2 separate regions of the Zea mays genome follow, and region 2 is linked to region 1. A link is a contact called in public Hi-C data. All regions are on one chromosome and are shown on one strand. The core of a region is the stretch at or near the end of the contact, and the rest is flanking DNA. Distances in the headings are between cores, read along the strand shown.

Region 1 (3,094 bases), core at 302-2,801:
GCACTCCGACCCATAGCGGCTCGTCTCCACCTGGACTGGCGCCTTTGCTCTCGGCGCGGCCACCTGTGTCCACCACCATGCCTTCGCGCTTGCATCTTCCGTTGACGGTGGATGCGAGGTTGGGGCGACGGCGGGCGGCGATGGATTGGGTTGGGGTGGGGATGGAGCCGTCGAAAGAGATAGGGTTGAGGGCGACATGGTGTGAATCCCCGGGTATAGAAAGGTGGATTTACTGGACCGGGTGTGGGATACTGTAGGAGCGGTCGGTTTGCGATTCGACTCAGGGAGGGGAGGGAGGAGGCGTCAGGATGCATGAAAGCAAACGAACCAGATCCAGATCTCCTCTTGCGCGTAGACGACGAGATGAAGACCATTCCGGCCGCCGGGAGACGAGCAGGTTCCTTGAAGGGCCGCTCGGGCGCGTGGATTTGCTTTCCCGTTGTGGCCTCTTCGGCGGCCGCGGGATCCTCAATCAGCGGCGAGCCTCCTGCGGCTGGAAGGCGGAGAAGAGCGTGAGGGGATGTGGGGCTCCTGCGGCTGGAAGGCGGAGAAGAGGGTGAGGGGATGAGGGCGGATGCCGATCCGGAAGACGGCGGATTAGATTAGGGTTGCGAGTGGTTGGAGCGCTTGGGATGATTTGGGGGCGCAGTGGGGCGGATCCGATAGCTGGGCGCGGGTGTGGGATAAATCAATTTCTGCGTTTTTTCTAAAACGAATACAAAAGAAATGCTTGTATAACTAATCATAAAAGTTTTTTTTGTGGTACGTCTGGTTTACCTGGTCTACCTGGTCTTGAATGATTAGGGCTTTATCTAACTAGAGAGAGCCCAGGGCTCTAAATACATAAACTATATATATATATATATGGGAAATGTCTGCATCCGTTCCTAGATGAATCTTAACAGTTTCATGTGGGTTCTTAAGATAACTATGATAAGAATTCCAACCTAAATTAATATAATCGCGAACCTGCCATGCCGAACCGTTCGAACCACAAGGTCAAACCATCCGGTCGTTCAGGTGCCAAATTTAGTATTCCTTATATCTAAAAAATACAGTTCTTTCTATCAAAAAAGTTCGTCCATATTCATTCAAATTATAACGAATATAGACATACATGAAAACTACATTCATATATTACTTAATAAACATATTATTAGTCTAAAATAAATTATATTTTAGGACGGATGGAGTACATAACAAATTCATAATCCTTAAATCACATGTTTTCGGTGCGCTTATCAGTCAAGACTCAAAACGACACAAATAGGTAGAAGTGTGTCAAAGTGTCACTTGTTGGAACACTGACAAGCGGGAGTGTTCGACCGGCACCCCAAAAAAACGCTGCCGTTTTCATCCCGTGTACAGTGTGGTGGTCACGGGTCCGTGTGCGCGAGCATTATGGCGCTAGGCTGTGTACTTTGCTCTCCGGCGCCCACACTATCCTCTGACCGGTTGCGGGCCTCTTGTCGTCCCCCGACGGCAGCGGCTGCCGCCTGCCGCAGCACCACTTTATTGCCCCCGAGGCGACACCTGTCCCGTCGCGCACCTCGCCGCCGGGATCGTCTCCCTCAAAACCGCACCAACCCCCCCACCCCACCAACGCTCGAGCTCCACATCCCCCGGTGTTCCCCCTCCGCTCTCCTTCTTAACCCGTCCCACTGAACTGGATTTCCTCTCGCTATTGTGGTATACTGTAGCACGCCAGACGCAACTAGTCACGGTCACGGTCAAGCTCATTGCGAGCGGAGCGCCCTCCTGTCGCTTCTGCCGCCGCCGCCACCGCCGCCGCTCGGCTATAAAGTCGCCAGCTCTGTTCACCGCCGCTTTTCCTCTGCATCCGTCTGTGGTGCGGAATTGAATTCCGGTGGGATTTGGGAGCCGAGAGGAGAAGGCGGTAGGCGGGGATGGAGACACCGGGAGGGAGCGGGGCCCCGTCGCTGGCGCGGCAGGGCTCGGTGTACTCGCTAACGTTCGACGAGTTCCAGACCGCGCTCGGCGGCGCCAGCAAGGACTTCGGCTCCATGAACATGGACGAGCTGCTGCGCAACATCTGGACGGCCGAGGAGTCCAACGCCATGACCGCGGCCGCCCCGACCACGGCGGCCGCATCCATGGACGCGCATGGGCAGCATCAGCAGCAGGCCGGGGCGCCCATCCAGCGCCAGGGCTCCTTCACGCTGCCGCGCACGCTCAGCCAGAAGACGGTCGACGAGGTCTGGCGCGAGATCGTGGGCCTCACCGACGGGGAGGACGCGCAGGCGGTTGCGGCTCCCGCTCCCACGCCCGCGCACGCGCCGCTGCCGGCGCAGGCACAGCGGCAGCAGACGCTGGGGTCCATGACTCTGGAGGATTTCCTGGTACGCGCCGGCGTGGTTCGTGAGGACATGGGGCAGCAGACCCTCGTGCTGCAGCCGCACGCGCAGGGGCTTTTCTCCCAGGGGAATGCGGTCGCGCTCGCGCCGCAGACCATGCAGCTGGGGAACGGGGTGGTGACCGGGGTCGTCGGGCAGGGGCTCGGAGGAGGGATGACGGTGGCGGTGCCGACGACGCCGGTCGTGTTCAACGGGATGGGGAAGGTGGAGGCGGGGGATCTTTCGTCGCTGTCGCCGGTGCCGTATCCCTTCGACACTGCACTGAGGGTGAGGAAGGGACCGACCGTCGAGAAGGTGGTGGAGAGGAGGCAGAGGCGCATGATCAAGAACAGGGAGTCGGCAGCCAGGTCGCGCGCGAGGAAGCAGGTGGAGCCTTACTTCTTTCAGTGCACTGCTATGCGTGCTGTCCGTTAATCATACTGCACCTTTAGTTTAATTATAGTAAAAACTTGTCTGAAATGGAACTCTATGGTGACTATATTTGGTATGCCTCTCGATTATGTTGTACTTTATTCACTTGATGTGATCTGCCACTTCCAGTTTAGCTCTGTGTTATTAAGTAGCCTATACAGATAGCAAGTTGCCATTGTATAATGCTCTTATGTCTTATCTTCATCTAAAGAGATGAAGAATCTGATGATGAACCATGGTTCAGCTTGATCCTCTCAGATTCAGAAAGACTGAGACACTGGATAAGTTTGTTAATTTGGGAGATGGTG
Region 2 (3,094 bases), core at 234-2,733, 240 kb after region 1:
AGCGTTTGTCGTTGCAACACACCGGTATACTCAACTAGTTTAGCACATATATCTTTTACATAAATTTGGTCAAATATAAAAAAACTAACTTAAAACAAAAACAATGCATCTTAGATATATATATTCAAATGGATGTAGTATCGATCTCGATCGTGCAGTAACCGTGATTAAATCGATCATCCACACAATTAAACTTGAGCAGCTAAGTCTTCGCTGTCGTCCCTAAGGAAAGGGTAGTCTGTATAGCCAACAACAGGGTCTTGTGTATAAAAGGTGGAACGATCATACTTGTTCAGGATCTCGTCTACCTCGAACCTTTTAGGCAGGTCTGGGTTGGCCAAGAACAGCCTTCCGTATGCGACGAGGTCCGCGTAGCCTTCGGCGACCACCTTGTTCCCTTTTTCCCTGTCGTACCCGCCCGCGGCGATGAAGGTGCCATTGAAGGCCGCCTTGAACGGCAGGAGTCCATGCGGAATCTGCCTACGGTCGTCGACGATGGCCATTCGCGGCTCCACCATGTGGCAGTACAGAAACCCCTCGTGCCTGTTGAGCTGTTCCACCATGTAGTGACCTAGCGCCAAGGGGTTGGAATCCGCACAGTTCAAGTAGTCCGCGAACGGGGAGAGCCTGATGCCAACCCGGCTCGCGCCGATTTCACGGACGAGAGCGTCCACGACCTCGACCACGAAGCGGCACCGGTTCTCGACGCTGCCGCCGTACTCGTCGGCGCGGTCGTTGGCGCCGTCCTTCATGAACTGCTCCAGGAGGAACCCGTGCGCTCCGTGGATCTCCACGCCGTCGAACCCGGCCTCGATCGCGTTGCGCGCGGCGCGCCTGAAGTCGTCGACGATCCCCGGGACCTCGTCGGCGCGCAGCCGGCGTGGCCTGGAGAACACCGTGCCGGACTCGGCGTCGGGTGGGAGCTGCGCGTCCGTGCTCGAGACCGGCGCCTGGCCGTCCGGCTGGAAATCTGCCAGTGTGGTTCACAGAAGGATCAGCAACGGCCGCCGGGACCACTCGAACGAGCTGACTCGCGCTTAATTTGCCGCCACGTACGTAGGTACGTACCGTTGGTGGATGCCCTTCCGACGTGTGCGATCTGGCAGAAGAAGAGCGCACCCTTGCGGTGGACGGCGTCGACGATGGGCTTCCACGCCGCCACCTGCTCCTGCGTCCAGATGCCGGGGGACCCCGGGAAGCCCTGCGCGGTGGCGGACACCCCCGTGCCCTCGGTGATGAGCACGCCGCCCCTGCTGGCGCGCTGCGAGTAGTACACGGCGGCGTGCGGCTGCGGCACGTCCCCGATGGCGCGGCACCGCGTCATCGGCGCCAGCACCACGCGGTGGGAGAGCTCCAGCTGCCCCATCTTGTACGGGGTCATCAGCGGGATCACTTCCTGTTCTTGTTCTTGGTGCCCCATCTTAGCTTGCACACTACTCAAATTGCTACCTTTACTTGATCTGCTCTGCTGCTTGCTTGTTTGCGCGTGCCAAAGCTATTTCTATTCGGTTATGCTCTACCCAGGCCTGGCCTTCCAATGGGGATTTATACGTTTTGATTCGAAGATAGTGCTCCAACCAATAGCTCATTGCCTCTGGCGGCGACCAGCCATTATTATTTCTCTTTTTACTCGGCTTCCCCTGCTCCAGTGTCCACAGGCCGTCGGAAATCGTCACCACTTTCGTCATCCACTAGTTTGTTATTTGCTGTGGCCTTTGACGGACGAACGGAAGGTGGTTGTGGATGCAGTGCGGACTGCTGACTCTGAAGCGCCAATCATCAGGAGAAGACCGAGTAGAGACAGATACTACGTAATGCGACACGTACACATCTTCCTTGGCGGATCATCTGTGCGGACCGTGCGGCTAGGACAATGTTGGATTTATGCGTTTCATCTAATTGAAAAATTCAATTAAATCTTAGAAAAATTACAAAAAAACCAATGTATGGCAAGAGAGGTAGCTATCCGATCGCGACATTATCGGATCACGAACAGATCGGATCGTGAGCTTATCGGTTCGTGGACGTAGCTCTATATAAGGCAGCCCATGCCAGAGACCATCCCATCCAAACCACGAATTAGGTTTTGCCTCTGCTTACTGCTGCGCTGTCACTGTGGTCTTGTTCGTCCTAAGCGCCAGCGTGCATCTGCGACCGGGAGAGCAGATCTCCGGAACCCGTCGTCTTTGAGATCCTGCACCAGTAGACGACAAATAAAGTTTTTGGGAAGCGTCTTCATGCGACTGCTCGCATTCTTCTCGTCGACCCTACCGCTGACGTCGTTGACCCTGCTGCTTCGACATCGTCGACCCTGCTGCATCGACGCTGTCGACCTACTGCTTCCACTTGCGTCGTCTACTAGTATGTCTGATTAGTACGTATTATCTGATTTGACCTCATACTTCAGTTTATTTGTTATGTTAGAGGTGTGTTGTCTTTTATGATTAGCCTATTAGGTAACCTGTTAGGTTACATGTGGTGGAATAGACACCTAGACTAATTATTGTTGGTCATAATTTATATTCGTGATTTAATATGGAAAATGTCTAGTTTTTCAATAGGCAAAGCATCTATAACACTCATTATAGTCTTTACCGAGTGTAGCACTCGACAAAGAGGACTCGGTGAATTGTTTATCAGCAATGGATTCTTTGGCGATTATTTTATATCGAACACTTAGCAAAGAAAAGTTGTCGTGAAGGTGAAGGAGCCTTTGCCGAGAGCCAGGCCAGCAGACACTCCGCAAAGGGAGATCTAGTGGGCCCCATGTCCGTTTCTATACCGAGTGTGCGGGCTGACACTCGGTAAAGACAGAGCCTTTGTCGAGTGCCAGGCCAGCAGACACTCGGTAAAGGGAGTTCCAATGCCCCCTATGGCAGTTTCTGTACCGAGTGTGAAGGTTGGCACTCGACAAAGATGGAGCCTTTACCAAGTGCCAGGCCAGTAGGCACTCGACAAAGCGAGCTCCAGTGGGCCTCAAGCACAGGCTCTGTGCCGAGTGTGCGGCTAGCACTCAGCAAATGTTTTTTCTTTGTCGACTGCCACGACCATAACACTCAGCAAAGAAGCTTTACCGGTTCCCAGGTGTGCTTTC

What was found. Hi-C and Micro-C count contacts between places; a contact is called where the count stands out from the background.
Region 2: a contact with region 1 is called in a Hi-C map of leaf, with 4 times the contacts expected there. The contact joins the promoter of opr3 here to the promoter of LOC100283578 in region 1. A contact is called at or near these places in 2 of 25 Hi-C or Micro-C datasets (both in leaf).

Annotation. Positions count from the first base shown.
Region 1 is chr6:121,686,879-121,689,972 of Zm-B73-REFERENCE-NAM-5.0, forward strand. LOC100283578 reads left to right here and starts at 1,552. Exons shown (of 4, transcript NM_001371950.1): 1 at 1,552-2,741. The coding sequence starts at 1,908.
Region 2 is chr6:121,926,407-121,929,500 of Zm-B73-REFERENCE-NAM-5.0, forward strand. opr3 (12-oxophytodienoate reductase3) reads right to left here and starts at 1,484. Exons shown (of 2, transcript NM_001112360.1): 1 at 1,069-1,484; 2 at 1-970. The coding sequence starts at 1,420. The coding sequence ends at 189.